2 separate regions of the Drosophila melanogaster genome follow, and region 2 is linked to region 1. A link is a contact called in public Hi-C data. All regions are on one chromosome and are shown on one strand. The core of a region is the stretch at or near the end of the contact, and the rest is flanking DNA. Distances in the headings are between cores, read along the strand shown.

What was found. A called contact is a pair of places that touch in the nucleus more often than the background predicts.
Region 2: a contact with region 1 is called in a Hi-C map of the Kc167 cell line, with 2.2 times the contacts expected there. A contact is called at or near these places in 13 of 107 Hi-C or Micro-C datasets (the Clone 8 cell line, the Kc167 cell line, the OSC cell line and 5 more) and 2 of 7 datasets of targeted methods (both in the Kc167 cell line).

What each region holds. Positions count from the first base shown.
Region 1 is chr3L:12,578,873-12,582,795 of dm6, reverse strand. ara (araucan) reads right to left here and starts at 2,124. Exons shown (of 5, transcript NM_079321.3): 1 at 1,643-2,124. The coding sequence starts at 1,693.
Region 2 is chr3L:12,650,802-12,654,724 of dm6, reverse strand. It overlaps lncRNA:CR43431 (long non-coding RNA:CR43431), which reads left to right and starts at 1,635. Exons shown (of 4, transcript NR_048272.2): 1 at 1,635-1,888; 2 at 3,920-3,923.

The sequences.
Region 1 (3,923 bases), core at 875-3,374:
TGCTGGCCATGTGTGTGCCCAGTGAGCAGTAACCAGTAACCAGTAACCAGTACCCAATGCCCAATGCCAGATACCCAACTTCTGAGTTGCACTGGCTTTGGAAATTTCTGTGAATCGCAAACGCAGCGATCTAATCGCAGCTTGTATCTCGTGGGTCCACCAAAGCGGCCAGGCTACCGCGATTCTGCATCCGAGTGCCTCCCCCGACAATCTCCTCCAGATGACCAAGTTGATAGCACCGGACTATAAGCGCCACTTGGAGCCGCACTCCGCTCATTCTCCTCACTCCCCAAAACGAAGCCAATGTAAAGTAGATCAGAGTGGAGCCAAGTCATTGGTCCATCGATCGTGTTCGTTGGGATTCGGATGCTATCCTATCTGCCATCTCCAGATTCAATGGATGCTCCTCACGTAGCCAGGAGGGCATTCCCAGAGCCTGCCCTCAGCTGTCACTTTACGGTTATGAATTTTATGATTTACGATCGCCGCAATTGAATTTTATTGACTTTTCAACAGTTTCACCTGAGCGTGCCTCAATCGGCACCTCCCATCGTCTTGGCCTTCTGATTGCCAAGGCTTTTCCCTTTTTTCTTTTCCTTTTTCTTTAGTTTTTTTTTTTTTTTTTTGCTTTCGTTTTCGACTTTAGTTAATTGGGCTCGTGTGGTCCGAAATGGGAAAGACGCCAGAGTTCTTTGGAGGAAGAACCAGGCAATTGGTAACCAAGTATTATGGCCTGGGAAATTAAAGTTTAGCCCAGGCAAACGCAATCAATAGGAAATTTAATTTACTCTAGGCCTTTCGAAAGCTTCTACAACTTTTGTAATTTATCACAATATTTTACAAATATTTTAGTTGCACCTGCAAGCCGCGCAATTTTGTGCAACATCTTTAAAACGCCGAATCGTTTTTTGTGTGAATTTTGAAGGTTGACAAAAACGCCTGATTCCTCGGAGTGGCTTTTTCTCAGGCCATTTATCAGCCATCTGATTTATTATGGTTTTTTGCTGGCCTGCCACCAATTTACTGTCATAAACATGGAAAAAGTTTGCCTCAAGCAGCTGTTTTTGCTGCTTAGTGAAAAGTCCAAAAGCGCTACAATCAAAGACTTTTAGCGGTTTTGCCCTATAGTGGGTCCTCAAGATCAAATAATCGGATAACTTTGACTGGAGTCGGTGGAAGTACTCAGATGAAAGTTGGTGGTAAGGATTGCTTAAAAAACACACAAATAGAATTTAAACCCAACCAAGCTTTTTTAGGAAAAAAATTTTAGAAAAAATATTCAGATAACGGGTTCAGTTTTAATGATGGAACGCACTCCAGAAAAGATAGTTGTGATTATAAATAGAAAAATTAAATATGTATATGAAAAAATATGATTTTACAACGCTTTTTGCTTGTGACCTCTGTTTTTAATACCTCCAAACATAAAAATTATGAATCTTTAAGGCAATCATAATTACAATAATCAGTTGATTATATCAGTCGTATGAATAATATTGTATCTAAATAGGTTCCCATATCTGCAGTTAATAAACATTTTCATTCCTCTAGTTATCTTGAGATCTCTTGCTACTTAATGAATATGAATAGCCATCATATAGTATATACATCTAGATCAAATTTAGTTAATTAGAGGACCCACCTGCGAGGCCGACGGAAAGCCTCCGTATCCGAATTGTGTGTAGGCAGCCATTTCGCTATATGACTATACGACTATATAAGACCTAGTCTTAAGATACTCTCTCTCTCTCTCTCTCTCTCTCTCTCGCTCGTGGGCAGTCTGCTGAAGGATATACGGTGAAGCTGCTACATCAAATGATGTGCTTATCGGGGGTTTAACAGCTCAGTTTCGATTGGGTCTGTTCACAGTGGGCACTGGCGATAACGACCATAACGACATTGGGCCAACCGAAAGTATCTCGTGGATTTGTTTGGTATTTGCAGTTGCAGCTGTCACTTGTGGTGGATTTTTGTTTATATATATTTTATTTTTTTTTCTGGCTAACAGCACTCGCAAAACGCGGCGGCAACGAAAAATCGACGAAATATCGACGGCAAAAACGCGGCGCTTCAGCACACGCTCCCTTTCAGATGTGCACCTTATAACGTTCGAACACGAACTGGTTGCGAATGCCGTTGCTGTTGGCCGTGTTGCTGCTGCTGTTGCTGTTGTTGTTGCTGCGCTGTTGGGGCGCATTCCGCTGCAGTTGGCGCGGAAGCGGGACAACAATATGCTGCCTCCCCCCATCGAAAGAGAAACGGAATGCCGCTCGCCTTGGAGCGAGCAACAAGAATAACGGAGTCGGCAGACTGGAAGTGTAAGCACTCTAGAGCAACGCCCACCGTTCTCCGGTTTTGTCTGGTGTTGGTGGTGGCATTTGGCCGGTCGCTCTCTCCGCAATTCCAATCCGATTCCCCGCCAGTGACTCGTATTCGCGGCTCACTGGAAGTGAGGCCAGCGCAACCACCAATCGTAGGGCTGCATGAGCTTCGGCTGGCTGATTTAATGGACAGGTGCGAGGTCGCCAGGCGAAAGAAAGCAAAGAAAAGAAAATACAAATGAAATGAGCGGATGGTGAAGGGAGAGGAAGTGGGTAGGGAGCGGGACGCATTTTCACAACTGTCGATGGTCTCTTGTTTTACCCACAATTCCCGGGCAACGCCCATTTGTTTTGTTTGGCTAGTCATTTGTTTGTTTACTTTTCACAATTGCGCGCCCATCGACTGGAAGTGCGCCACCAGCGATCGCCAGCTGGAAGTGGCAACAAAGTGCTGCGATGGCCAAAAGTGGCGACACAAAAGCGTTAATAAGATCAGCAAATTCCAAGACACTCGCACTGTATTTATCGTCTGTCATTATCTTTATCGCTGCATTGCACTTTAGTTAACTCCCATTATCGATCCTCACTAATTAATCTCTCCTAATTCGGGTTTAAATGAAACATTTCCAGCGATCTTTGTTTAAATATCATTCCACTTGGATACCAGTTACTTAAATTATCAACAAGATTTTAACTTTTTATGGAAGGAATTAATATCCTTACTCAAACAGGCAATCATACCATTAATTCTTGGGATTTTTAAATATCAACCAGATTTTTACTTAGCTTAGGTTATGTTATTAGTAATCATAACATATATTAACTTTGAGACATTTTAAATTTTTTATAAAATGTGTATTGCATTTTTTTACTGCAATTGCTTTTTAACAGACACAGATCATTTAAGTATTTTCAACATTTGCGATACTTTGGCGAACAATATTTATGGCAATTAAAATACTTTAATTATCTAACTAAACTAATTGTTATGCTACTTAAATATGCTAGCCAATTTAATTTCGCCACTTAAAATATCTTCTAGAACATAAGCAATTTTAATTGCAATTAAATAGCACTTGACGTGTATCCGAAAAACAAGAAAAGCCTGACCTAATTTTCTTTTTGATAAATTGCATGCAACGTATGTTTCTGCACTATGATACATTAATTGAAAAAAAAAATTGATTTTTCTAAGATATTTTTAGAGATAACTTAAACCTCGTGTGTTTTGCAGAAAGTTCGGTCTTTTAAGAAATCATAAAAAATATATATTATACTGTCAAATTTAGGGCAAGGAATGGCCCACTTTTTCACTTACACCATATTTATTATGAACTTTTAACTATATTTATAAAATTCCATAAGTTTAGTGTGTAAAAGGTACCCGCATATTGCACATGAGCCCGTGAAAATGCTGGATTTGGAAAAAAGTTTTTGCTATTAATGCGCACTAACATATTTGGACATCCGCTTTACGATCTATTTTTTACGATTACGATTCTCCGGCAGGATGAATTCTCCGGTCGAGGACACGCATTCCGGAAATGGAGAGTCCGCCGTGGATGTGATGCGATGTGATGGGGGAGATGAGGTAAACCTCAA
Region 2 (3,923 bases), core at 386-2,885, 72 kb before region 1:
GTAAATGAGCGTTAGAGAGCTTTAAAAGTTAGGAACTACGCCGTTAAACAAACACTACATAAATTTAATGATAAATATTATTGGTAACTTATGTTCCTTCTTTCAATATCCTTTGTTTTTAAGCTGAAAAATTTTTTATTATTTTATTTATTTTTTGTAATGTGCTATTTACGTTTTTGACGTGTATAGTTAAAAAAAAACTTTAGCTTAAAGCAAGGCAAACTTATTTACTGTAATTTTCACTTTACTTTGATTTTCCAATTGACACATCACATTCTTCTTCTTCTAAATGTCAAACAGTCCGCCGAGCAAGCTGTCGTTCACAATATTCACAACAAATTTATCTTCCCCCAAAACTGGAATATCAGTATCCAATGCGATTGGATAAGTTTGCCCTCTTTAAGTGACAGCTTCTCTTAATAAAAATGAATTATCCAACATCCAAAGGCGCGACGCAAACAATTTGTTTCGCTTTCAAATGAAACAATTAGACTCTAATTTTAGACTTGTGCGTTGAACAAGTCAATTTTGTATTCCGAAATATATTTTTTGGGGCGCAAGTGACAGTGTGTGATAACTGAAAAATAAATTGGAAGATACAAAGAATGGTTTCATCCCTTACTAAGAGCAGGGCCACATTTTTAAAAAAATACAAACGAATCGAGTTCACCAAGTTAAGTTAAATAATCATCATTGTATTTTTTAGGTTTACTTTACTGTAGTATAGATTGATAAATTAAATTGATAACAGTAGATATTTCAAATATTCTTCAACAAATATATATATTATTTGTATAAAAATAGCATGGATTGAAATTGGCATGATTTCAACGAGTTCCTTTTGCCAGCAAAGTTTGAGTTACTAATTTACATTTCGGTCAATAAAGTTCTTGACGTTCTTTGAGTCATATTTTTTAATTATATTAGTTTCCAAAACCATTTAGAAAACACTTGGTAAACAGCAGTTAAAGCATACACACGAGTTGACGAATTCGTTTTGCTTGGCGGCGCACAGTGGTTTCAATTGCCGCTTTGGGGTCATAAATCTGCGACGCAAAGTGACACATATCGCAGATCAATATTATCGTTGGGCTTTGGGCACTTAACCCCCGGTTACGAGCACACACATTTACATGTGTTTCGAGCGATTTCGAGTGTATACAAATGTCTCTTTCTGTTACGACTCGAATCTAATACACTCCCAGGATCCATTAGAAGTGCAAAACACCAATTAAAGTTTTGCACGGATTACCAGAGGAGTGCAAAAAAAAAACACAAAAAAGCAACCAGTATCGTGGTATTACACTCTATCGTGTTTGTATTCGTTGAGGGGAACGGAAAGGCGAGTGCGAGCGAGACGGTTGCCATCCTACAGTCGTCTCGTTCGCTCTCGTGCTGTGCAGGCCGCAGATAAATGCGCAGCCATTTTTTAACGGGCGGAGCCTAAATAACGGAAGCGCTTGGGACTTTCTGGTCGGGTGGAAATAGTGGGAAATTTTGTGTAGTACGGGAATTTCCCTGACTGATTAGCCAGCTGTGCAGAATCGCTGAGTTTTCCGTGAAAAGTCGAAGAGACTGCGCGCTTTTCGAGGCAATTTTCCCGAGGCAATGCATTTAGAAAAGTCGAACCATCGGCTCCGTGTGCAGTGCTTACGGAAAAGCTCGCGAAGTCCCCGAAAAAGCTCGGGAGGGAAAGCTTGTGCCGCTTTTGCAGATGCAACTTGGCAAGTCAAGCTGCTGCACCTACTACGAACGTTCAAAATGGCGGCTCTGTCGGCGAAATGCCGATAAATCAAAGTTTCTCATTTTAAAAATGCCAAGTGACCACCGCGCCATCACACAGCAGCGGGCACTAGAATAGGGATGGTACTTTTCCCTGACAGTTATGGTGAGTTTGGGTCGTAAAGAATGAAACTTATTTGTGATTTGGTTTGCTTTATTTTTCAATACATAATAAGTACTACAGTCCCACTTATTGGCTATCCTTAACAAAAGAAGAAAGTAAAATCTATTAGAAGATATTAATATATTATGTTGATCGTATGAGCCTCGTTTTAGTTAGCCATCATTTAGATTTTGTCCGCAACTGTGGGTTCTTTTGCGGCATCAAGTGGCTGGTGACTGGTGACTGGGGAGCGGCATTTCATCAGAGGGAATTAATCAGAGCAGATGAAGCGACAACCGAAAAATAACGACGCGGCATCTCCCAAAGAGCCGGCCGCTGCTTATCTCCTCAATCTGAATCGCCGCAGCCGGCTTTTTAGTGCGTGTCCCCCGATGGTTGGGACGCTCGGATGCCGAGATGCATCCCATTTGCAGTGTATCTGTATCTGTATCCGAAGGTGTGTGATCCGAGGAACTGGCGCTTGGAGGCGACAGCAGCGGAATGTCACCGGGGATCCGATCCAGAGACCCTCTTCTCACCGTTTTTTTTATGTTTTTGGTTTTTCGTATTTTTTTTTTATTTTACTGGCCATTCATATCCCCGAGCATCCATCAAACGCGCGCCCGTTCATGTCAAATTATAAAATCCGAAAAAATTTAAATCTAATTTTGCCGCAACGCCGGCCGAGGACCATATTCAAATAGCTAATGGATTTTACTTTGTCCTGACAAGTACAAGCCCATTTAATCAATAATTAACGTAATCCATCAAGTACAAAGTGTCAAATGCACTCGCGAGCGACGACGAGCCCATCAGGCCTAAAAGGATTTCCAGCGAAAAGCGCATCGCGTTAACAAAAAATCAAGTTGTCGCAAAGATACACGAAACAAATCCGCGCCCGTCCTGTCACATCTGCATGTCGAAAAACCAGCAGACCCATCAGAACCCAAGTTTATAGCCAAGCAACCCCTAATTTTAACCCCTGCCTGTGCCGTCTGTCACTCTCGAGATGTCTGGGGGGGTGGGGGGTGGAATAGGCATAAAGCAGCGGCGGCAGCAGGAGCAGCAGCTTATCTAAGCCGAAAAGTCGACCCTGATCAACCACTTGCAGAGCAGACCCCTTACACGTAGATAGCCCTTGTTGTCCAACTCCAAATGGGTATCAAACTACAAATGTCCATTTTTCAATTTACCTGGCCCTTACGCACTGCGTACCACTCCCCCGCACTTTCCCACTGCCACATTGAATCTGAAATGGAATGATATACGGACAGGGGACGGGAAGCGGACAAGCATACGGACAAACAAACGGACAAACACCCACCGAATCGCCCTATAAATTAGCCCTCGGCCGTTGACCAGTTGGTTTTGCTGGCGGCCAAAAGACCGTGAAATTTTCCCAATATGCTGCGTTTTATTTGCGTTTCCCGCCCTGCACTCATCCTCATCCTCATAGCACTGGCCATATACCATATATATCCCATGCCATATCCCATATCCCATATAAATTGGGCATTGGGAACTGTGAACTGGGCACTGCTCGCATTTAAATGGACAGCCCGTTTGACGTATGAATAAATTATGTTCTGGCCCTCGGAGCCCGCACGATCGATTCTTCGGCTAGTTAACATAATTTTTAAAGACAAAGGCTACGCTCCACATATTATCCACGGCCAAAAGAAAGGGCAAGTTGACATCTCTGCGCTTCGATGGGGGAAATTTATATGCCGCAATTTGTCAATTGTTGCAATTTATCTTTGTGTGCTCGCATCTATTTATACAGTTTTATTTCCCAAAGAATAGCCCCTCATAAATAATTGAAATGTTTGTTTATATATATTCCTGGGGAGTGAGACTGCCGATTAAGGATTTGAACATCAGGTAAAATGATAGCAATGGAATTATGCATGCAAAGAAAGCCGTACTTAAATGGAAGTTTAATGAACTGTTCTTAACAATATTCAGTATTGAAATATGTGTGACTGGATCACAATATAAAAATCATATTTATACTTATAATATATATTCTTGCAGAAAC